Linked DNA regions of Mus musculus: all the other regions are linked to region 2. A link is a contact called in public HiChIP or PLAC-seq data. All regions are on one chromosome and are shown on one strand. The core of a region is the stretch at or near the end of the contact, and the rest is flanking DNA. Distances in the headings are between cores, read along the strand shown.

Evidence for each region. HiChIP or PLAC-seq counts read pairs in DNA pulled down with a chosen protein or histone mark.
Region 1: an HNF4G HiChIP or PLAC-seq map of pancreatic cancer cells shows a contact between it and region 2. The contact joins two enhancer-like sites. A contact is called at or near these places in 3 of 115 datasets of contacts at active chromatin or transcription factors (effector CD8 T cells, memory CD8 T cells and pancreatic cancer cells) and 1 of 9 other capture datasets (liver).
Region 3: a contact with region 2 is called in an HNF4G HiChIP or PLAC-seq map of pancreatic cancer cells. The contact joins two enhancer-like sites. A contact is called at or near these places in 2 of 115 datasets of contacts at active chromatin or transcription factors (memory CD8 T cells and pancreatic cancer cells) and 1 of 9 other capture datasets (liver).

The regions. Positions count from the first base shown.
Region 1 is chr13:52,022,733-52,025,828 of GRCm38.p6, reverse strand. No RefSeq gene overlaps it. Among named protein-coding and RNA genes, the nearest start is that of Gm40948, 59 kb to the left of the region's middle. Within about 2 kb of position 1,333, at least 153 of the 459 cell types and tissues checked have an H3K27ac peak or open chromatin away from gene starts, as enhancers often do. A contact at or near this core is called in pancreatic cancer cells, where this site is marked.
Region 2 is chr13:51,761,504-51,764,475 of GRCm38.p6, reverse strand. Sema4d (sema domain, immunoglobulin domain (Ig), transmembrane domain (TM) and short cytoplasmic domain, (semaphorin) 4D) reads left to right here. Exons shown (of 16, transcript NM_013660.5): 2 at 1,156-1,224. Among named protein-coding and RNA genes, the nearest start is that of Sema4d, 31 kb to the left of the region's middle. Within about 2 kb of position 1,270, at least 72 of the 459 cell types and tissues checked have an H3K27ac peak or open chromatin away from gene starts, as enhancers often do. A contact at or near this core is called in pancreatic cancer cells, where this site is marked.
Region 3 is chr13:52,067,559-52,070,805 of GRCm38.p6, reverse strand. No RefSeq gene overlaps it. Among named protein-coding and RNA genes, the nearest start is that of Gm40948, 14 kb to the left of the region's middle. Within about 2 kb of position 1,540, at least 20 of the 459 cell types and tissues checked have an H3K27ac peak or open chromatin away from gene starts, as enhancers often do. A contact at or near this core is called in pancreatic cancer cells, where this site is marked.

The sequences.
Region 1 (3,096 bases), core at 84-2,583, 260 kb before region 2:
ATAGGATTCCTTCTCGGGGCATGCAGTAGGCAATTGCTAGCATATTGCTTCACCATGCACAAAGTCTATCCTGTGGAGATGCCCATCAACTGTCCAGCTGCCTGCTTTGCAAGTCCCTGCCATATGGCATTCCGCCCTGGGTAACTGACTCTACAGTCATACCATGTGGCCAAAGCCACTCCCCTGGACCACACTCAGTCTGGCCAGACACTCCAACAGTCACTGTGCTGGCAGGCTGTGCATCAGGTGCGTGGTCCGCAGTGATCTCAGCCTGAGCCACCCCTATGTGAGGTCCCATGCATGACAAGTGTGGCTCAGCAGTTCCCCGAGCACCAGGCCCAGGTGACGAGGCTTTTCTGTCTACCCACTAATTGCCATTTTCTCTGAGCTCTGTCTGGCCGCAACTCCAAAATTCCATTCTAACAGACTGCATCGTGTCCCCAAGCAAGGAGTCATCCCTCACTGTCTGCAGTGTTTGAGATCGGGTAACACAGACACATAGATCAAGGCTCTTCACAGTCCTCTGTAAGTGGTGAGGTCAGAGCCTGCTGCTCGGCTGCTGGTCCGTGGACCTTTGTATTGTGTGGTGTAGACAGCCACAGGTGGTGCATGGGACGAGACTCTGGGCTAGCAAATGCTCACAAGATTTTCCTTTCCTGGGTCTTCAGAAGTCTGCAAGACCCAAGGCTGACAGCACAAGCCCAAGAAACGATGGATGACTTCTTCCTGGCTGATTTCTACTTGCCTCAGAGAGCCCCACGTGGGCTGTGGGGCCGCCGGCTGTGGGGCTGCCGGCTGCGGGAACCACCCAGCAAGCATTAATCAGCGCTGCAGATTGCCCTCCAAGGACACACTGTACTACAAGGAGAGAGCTTTGAACTTCAGCTGCCACAGCTGGGGGGAACTTGATAGTGGGAAGTAATAAAGAGCCATCGGAGGGAGGTCGTTGGCTGAGGGTAGGGGTGCTCCCTGGGAGACGGAAACGGAAACGGAAGCACCGGCATCTAGCCATTTTTGTTTTGTTTGTTTTGTTTCTGCCTGCATCACCAGCTTTTTAGATGGGCAGAAAGCAGAGATCTGAGGACAGGAATCCAGGCCCAGACTATATAGTAAAGAAAGCACTCTGCTCCACAGAGGACTTTGAGCCATGACAGGCTGCTCTCTCTCGGGAAGGGGCACTCTACTCTGAGGGACACTCTACTCAGAAAGGGGCCTTCTGAGGCTGGACAGCAAGGAGGGAACTTGTGGAATTCCCAAGGTTCACCTGACTCAGCTCCTTGGAGAGGCCTCCGAGGGAACAAGTCATTGAATTGAAGCCTGTGGTCTGCTGAGCTCTTGGAGGCTTTGGGCCAGCTGGCACTCTGCATTGTGGGTGTGGCCTTCACAAAGCCATGTCTTCCTAAGTGCTAGGGCAGGGGCAAACAGCAGCAAGCCCTGCCTTCCTCTTTCCCCAAAAGTAGTCCATAAAGAGATAAGGCAAAGCAAAGGTGGGTGAAGAAGTTCTGGGGCCGAGAAGGGCAGCCCACACAGGAAGGCAGCTCTGCAGGAAGAAAGGAGACTCTAGTAGGTACGGTCATCTCCGTGATGAACTGAGAAACAAGTAATACAAGTTCCTGGCCCTAAACACCAGCAACTCACAGAAGCCTCTGGGACATCTCTGTGTATTTATTATCAATATGAACCTTTTGAACCTTGACAGACTCAAAGTAAGTCTACAAGAGCTATTTTAAAGGACACACTATGTGACCGCAACCCCTCATACAAGGTGTGTCTTCTTAGTCAGGATCCCACGACATCTGGGTCAACGAAGAACATGCCAAGGACCTAGGGAGACGGCTCAGTCAGTAAAGTCCCTACCTCACAAGCGTAAGGCTCTGGGTTTGGTGCTCAGATGCTATGTAGAAAGCAGGGCTTGGTGGTCCATGCCTATAATCCCACCACCAAGAAGGCTGAGACAGATGAGTCCCTGAGGTTCGCTGAACAACCAGATTAGCCTAACAGGGAAGTTCCAGGTCTATCAGAGATCCCTGGGAGACGGAAAGGGAAGCGCTGGCATCTAGTCCTCAAAAGTGGAGGAATGACACCCAAGGTTGACCTCTAGCCTCTGTGTGTACTCATGCATGTGTGTACACACATGCACACAAACACACACACACACACACACACCAGAGAGGCGTTGGCTTCATGGGCATTCAGCAAAGGATTTATGCTTTAAAGGTGCCTCTGTTTCAGATGCCAGTTTGGAACTCAGGGCTCCTCAGGCCACCTGCACTTGTGACAAGCTGACTGCAAGGTCAAGTTCTTACACTGTCCCCAGCCTGGTCATGACACAAAATGCAGGGAGCACCGTGCAACCCTCATAGTCTGTCATGCAGGGCACAACCCAAATGAAGTCTCAGAGTCTCAGAGCGTGTTGCAGGAAATATTAAAGAAAAGAACCTGCCAACTCTCTGGGGCTGGCCCCCACACCAGATGATCACACTCGGTCGCACTTGCATGGTCTCTTGGCCCACCAACTCTCTGGCCCTGCAAGGTCACAGGGCTTCTGCCAGGCCAGTTCTAGGATGGGTGTGTGTGTGTGTGTGTGTGCATGTTCCTCTCGCTTCCATGCATTGCCCCACACACCCCTGGTTAGCCATCTCAATACCTAATTACCCAGTAGATTTAAGACTCTTAAGCTTATAGTTAAACAATTAGATTTATGTACTAATAATATCACATTTTACAAGATACCAATACAATAATTTCAGAGCCAGTTGGTAATGCTAAAACTTGTAACTCAATTATTCTAACCTTTAGATAACACCATGTCAGCCTCCATTCTCATTCTTCTCCCTCCTCCCTCCTGGGACCTCTCTCTCTGTCTCCCCAACTTCTAGCTCCACCTCCCTTTTCCTGTCCAATCACAGGCCTGCCACCGCCCTAATGTGATTGGACAGAGAAAACCCTGCAACAAGAAAGTCTCAAATATGAACCCTCTGGGCCACTGGGATTTGTCACCTTCCTAGGTGACCAACCCAGGAAGCTAACCTAAGTGCCCTATGTCCAATTTCCCCTGGAATCTCACATGAACCCATAGTTAACTGGATCAATGGC
Region 2 (2,972 bases), core at 21-2,520:
CAGGAACTTCCCGACTGTGTTGGGAGGTCTCTGGGCCATCCCCATCCCTGGCCCTGGTGATCCCTGTCCACCTAGAAGTGGTAATGACACCTTGTTTATTCCTCATGTAGTTAATGACACCAAACTGTCAACATCTCTGATTTGCCCTCTACAGTTTTATGCTCTGGTTAGGGGCTGTGCAGGTTCCAGGAGACCTTATGAAAGGTGGCCCTGGCATTTTCTGCCTGCTGTTTCTGTGTCTTTTGTGTATTGCATAGTAAAACCTTTCCTGCTTTGATTTTTTTTCTTTTTTTTTAAGCCCACAAGTTCGAGTAGTCTTGGTTTCATCCCTCCCTATCCTCTGCTTAAAATGGTTGACTGTGTGCTAACACTGGCCTTTCTTAACGTGTGGTTCTAGTTCAGGGCATGCATTGGAAATGTGCTAAAATGTCATTCTTTTTTAAAGCTTTTTTAAATGTTTCCTTGTTTGTGCATCACAACATGCATGTGGAAGTCAGAGGACAGCTTGTGAGAGTCAGTTTTCTCTTCCCATTTGTGGGTCCCAGGAATCAAACTCAGAATGTCATGGGGGGGGGGGGCGGGTGGGGAGGGAGGGAGGAAGCACCTTTACTCACTGAGTCATCTCCTTGACCTAAAATGCCATTTTGTATTTATCTATTTACTTGCTTATTTATTTAATGTTTATGGGTACACTGTCACTGTCTTTAGACACACCAGAAGAGGGCATCGGATGCCATTACAGATGGTTGTGAGCCACCATGTGGATGCTGGGAATTGACCTTAGGACCTCTGGAAGAGTAGTCAGTGCTCTTAACCTCTGAGCCATTTCTCCAGCCTCAAAATGTTATCTTTCACAGCCTGCCCCACTCCACACACGCTGATTCTCCTAGTTTGCGCTGGGGACACTCTGCTGCTCTGCTTCCTGGCTAGCTCTGAGAAAATAAGTCAGGGCGGGGCAGACACTGCCAGCACCTTCCTGTTCTTGGTGGCAGTTGCCCTGTGTGGTTCACCTGGCAGATGTGCTGATGTGCCGCACATGACAGCAGACTGCTCTCTTGGGCAGTACTGTTCCTGAGTCTCATGCGCATATGTTAGTGTGTGCGTGTCTGATTCACTTGGGTTCTGCTCATCCCCCCTTTCCAATTCTTGTTTCAGACCCTGGTAACACCACAGGAACACAGCCAAGTCCTGAATACCGACATGTCTGACAGTGCTGATCCCTAGGTGAGTAACCAAATCCACTGCCAAGGAAGATTCCTTGGGAGGTGGCCCCATGAGTCAGCAGTCCGTCTGGTCTATAGCTGGCCCCGTGGTGCGATTAGAGAACCTAGAAAAGCCTGTCTGGGTGAGGGATGGGGGCATTGAAGGTTCCGCGTGGATGGAGGGAGAATGGCTGCCAGCAAGATGCTTCTGGGTAAAGCATATTGAGATGGTGAATTGCTCACTTTTCTGTTGAATTCCCAACAACAGCAACTTAAGGAAGGAGGGAAGGGTTCATTCTGGCTCAGTTTAGGACAAAGCCTGCAGGGGCAGGTGGACAGCAGGAGCTTGAGACCTCGGATCTGGCCACATCTGCAGTGCAGAAGCCGAGGGAAACAATGTTGCACTTCAGCTGGCCTTCTCTTTATTCAGCCGGGAACCCCACCCCACAGGATAGAACAACCCATACTCAGGGCTGGTCTTTCAGCCTCAGTTGAACCTCTCTGGAAACATCCTCACAGACATACCCACCAGTGCGTGCTTCCGTAGGACTCTAAATCCCATCTGTTGACAAGGGAAATTTACCATCAAAACACCTGAGTCAGCACCAGCTTCCGGGCAAGACAGGAGGGAGCTGGGGTTGAGTCCTGGCATGAGTTATCTACCCTTATACTGCTCCACCTAAAAAAATCCCCTGGGATTTCAGGAGCATGCACTGCGTCTCTGAAGGTAGCCTGTCTCCCTCCCGAGAGAGCTTCCTTGCTTCTCTCCAGTGCTCCCAGCTACTGTGTGACCATGGAGTATTTAAGTCTGTGGAGATGACATGCCAGCCCTTCATGGACACTCACTACACTAGTGTGACTGGACTGGTGAACAGGCTGTTGTATATGGGCCCTGTTGCAAGGGCAGTAGCTATGCCATCCCGTCTCAGTAGCTCCCGGAGAGTATTGGTACTCTTTTTGACATGTGTGAGGAGGAAACTCCATATGGTGAAGGCAGCATCCCCAGCCATTTTCTCAGGAGTGTCTCCAGCTTTGTCTGTGACCTCCTCCCTACCAATTCGAGTCTCCTGTCACTGCTTGCCCCATCCCAGGTCCCCCAAGTGCCTGCCACTTCCTGGCTGACCAAATCATGGATGCGGAGCAGCCAGTCAAACCCCACATCTTCCTCCACAGCAGGGGCCTAGAGGCTCTGACTGAAGGTTTATAGGAACACACCTGCATTCAGTGGGCTTTCTTAACGTGGCTTTTGTCTCCCGCCATATCTCAAGTGTCTGAGTCTTGTCTGGAAGCCCCATTCGTTGGGTTGGCCGGCTGTTAGCACAGCACTTGGGCTTGTGGCTCGGAGGCTTGTCCAAGCGTCTGCTTTCACATCATGGATATAGTCGAGCCCTTATCTGCTGTTCCACTGTGTGCATGTTTGTTCCCTGAAATCAACAAGGAGAAAGAACACAGCACAGTGAAGCATTTGAAAACAGGACAGAGGGCTTACACTAGCACAGCTTAGTCCTATCGCTAACTGTTCTCGAAATCTCAGTGTGTCTAATTTTTAGAAAGGAATTTGCCCTGGGTTTCTGTGTGCTTGAAAAAGCATGGAGCACCCTCCACGCTGTCTGTCACCCCACAGAGGTCTTGGAGGGCAGCTCCCCGGAGGATAAGGGGGGCTGCCATAGTTTGCATATAAAAGACTGCCTAGAAAGGAGATACTTAGGAATATTAAGCTGTATTTTGTAGGGTTTGCATCGAGGTGGAAGCTAAAATAAATTTTCAGGA
Region 3 (3,247 bases), core at 291-2,790, 310 kb before region 2:
GAAGACCAGCAACTCTCCAGAGACCCACTAGTCTAGTGATTCTCAACCTGTAGATCGTGACCCCTTTGGGCACTACATATTCGGTATCCCGCACATCTGAGATTTACTAGCAATAATACATCTATGAAGTAGCAATGAAATAATTTCATGATTGCGGGTCACCACAACACGAAGAACTGTATCAAAGGCTCACACCCTGCAGCATTAGGAAAGTTGAGAACCACTGCTCCAGACCTTCAGTCCCAGACTAAGACTGTGGAGGCATGGTCGATGGATTAAACAGCTGCCTGGTTCCCCAGCTCTCCAAGCATACAGGCAGCCATTGTTGACCTATCTGGCCTCTACCCTGTAAGTCAATCTAGTAAATTCTCTTTTCTTTTTCTTTTTCTTTTTCTTTTTCTTTTTCTTTTCCTTTTTCTTTTTCTCTTTCTCTTTCTTTTTCTTTCTTTTTCTTTTTTCTTTTGCTTTCTTTCTTTTCTTTCTTTCTTTCTTTTGCTTTTTCCTTTTCCTTTTCTTTTTCTTTCTTTCTTTCTTTCTTTTTTCTTTTTTCTTTTTTCTCTTTTTTTGACATAGGGTTTCTCTGTATAGCCCTGGCTGTCCTGGAACTCATGCTGTAGACCAGGCTGGCCTCGAACTCAGAAATCTGCCTGCCTCTGCCTCCCAAGTGCTGGGATTAAAGGCGTGTGCCACCAATGCCCAGTGTAAACTCTCTTTTAATATGCATCTGTTGTGTACGTTCTGTTCCAGAGTTGGAAAGAAATCAATCATCAAATCCCACAGCCTTCCCCTGAAGCCTCAGGATGCTAGGATTCCCTCCCTCTGGAGACACAGGGTTTGCTAGTTAGTCATAGCATGTGCTTGACACTTAGAGGACAGACAGTTTATGTTGGCATTTAGTCTAGGCTCCGCCCCACAGTTACCTGGCAACAGCCAAGTGTGCCTGACTCACTATAAAAGGGCTTGCCCCCTCCTCTCTCTCTTGCTCTCTTGATCCTGCTCCCCCTCTCTCCCCATTCCCCTCCCCCCTCCACGTGCTCATGGCCAACCTCTTTCCTCCTCCTTCTCCTCATCTTCCTCTTCCTCCTCCTTCTTCTTCCTCTCTCTCTCTCCCTCTCTCTCTCCCTCCCTCCCTTTCTCTCAACTCCCCTCCCCATGCCCTGAACAAACTCTATTCTATACTATATTGGTCGCGTGACTGGTACCTCAGAGGGAAGGGATGCCTCAGCATGGGCCCTCAGAAGCACCACCTTCCCCCACACTATATCAGACCTCCACCAAACAGATTCCTTCCTTCTCATTTTTTTTTTTATAAAACACAACACCTTGGGCCTCCAGTGGCCCCTCTGTGTCTCTACAAATAGCAATTGATTGATCTAGGGCATGCAGGGAAGAAACCAATTCTGGTGAGAAACGAAGAACTCCCTGGCTGCTATGGCCTCAAATGCCAGCTAGCTTCTCAGATCAATACAGGCTTCAACCACAGTGTAAATCCAAACAGACCAGAGGTGAGGGAGGTCATGTTCACGTCCTCACAGAAGCTTAGCAGTCCGAGGCCAGGAAACAGGGTCATGTACGCCCAGACTTGAGGACCAGCACAAACAGGATGTGAAACAGGGCATGCTCAAATATGGATGGATGTCTGGCTCCTGGCTTGTTCTTTCATTTAGTTATCACCCAGGCCTTCTGCTGGAAGGCACCAGCAAGTATTTAGCCTGGGCCAACTCACTGTGTGGAGGCAGATGGTCAACTTCGAGAGTCAATTGTTCAGGATGCCACCACCTTGTTTTTGGAAATAGCATCTCTCACTGGCCTGAACCTCACTGATTTGATTAGACTGGCTGAATAGCCAGGCCCAGGAATCCAACTGTCTCTGCCTCCCTAGTGATGGGATTAAAGGCATAAGCCGGCCACCTCTCAGACTGTAAGAATCGGAGGACACACATGTCTAGTCTGCTCCTGTGGGTTCAAGGGATGAACCCAAGGGTCTCAGAACACACAAGAGAAGCCAGGCCTTCTGCAGTAGCAGGCATGACCTATGCTATGATCATGGGTTATAGGAACTCAAATTCTCACGTTTGCAGGGTTGGCCCTTCACCTACTGAGACATTGTCCCACCTTTAGCACTGGCCTTTCTGAGCAGCCTGCTTCCACACTATTTTTTTTTTTTTACTCTCTACTGTGTCGGAGGATTCAAGATGGTACTTCCATCCAGAATGTTCCTGAGAGATGTGGTCCAGCGTACAGTGACAGTGAGGAACCTTGTGTCCCTGTATGTGGACAAGTTGGCAGTCTCTCCCTCATGCATTCTGCTAATGAATAACTGTTTGCTAAGTAAAGTGGCTTTCAAAGGGTGTTCCTGAGGGAGATAGCGGGTGTTTGTCATGCAAGTTGGAGAGGAGGGCATGGGGTAGGCAGGTTCTGCCATAACAGCTGTGTTCTAGAGAAATGGGGGTGACAACCAGCTCTGGGGAATTCTAGGGAAAATAAAACAGACCCAAGTAAGTGTTCACACTTGCCAAGGCAAACATTTGATTCTCTGGAAATGCAATGCCTCGGGTCAGCACCCAGACAGAGCTGGAATTTACTCTCAGGGGCCCGCGTACTCACTTCACTCAGGGCAGAGTCTCTTCTTGTTCACCATAGCCATGCCCTCATTCCTGAAGCTTCCACGAGATGGAGGATTACTTGGTCCTCAAGGAAGCCTAGTGGCACTGGCTTTAAAGATGAGGATACTAAGGTCCAGAGCTGTGCAGGCACGGCTGGGTGTGGAAGGGGACAGGGTGGGGGTGGTGGGGAAACAGGAAACAGGAAGAAACAGGACCCAGGACTCAACCAGTATCACTTGCTCAGCTCCATGTTGTTCTGAGAAGCCAGCACCTAGTCCAAGAGTACACCAGCTGGGCTTCCTGTCTAACTATACCACACCCATGACACTGGGACCCTCTCTGAGGTCATGTAGAAGCCACCTTGTGCAGGCATAGCATAGGTCATACCTGCTACTGCAGAAGGCCTGGTTTCTCTTGTGCGTTCTGAGACACTTGGGTTCTGCCCTTGAACTCACTGGAGCAGACTTAGACATGTGTGTCCTCTGATTCTTACATTCTGAGAGGTGGCCCCAGCAATCCATATAGTCACAGCCCTCTGGTGTTGAGAGAGAGGGATCAGCCCAGACCTAGGAGACTAGATACAAAACACCCATGAAAAGGTCCTGCCAGCAAGGCATACCCTATACAATCCCCTCTGCTCC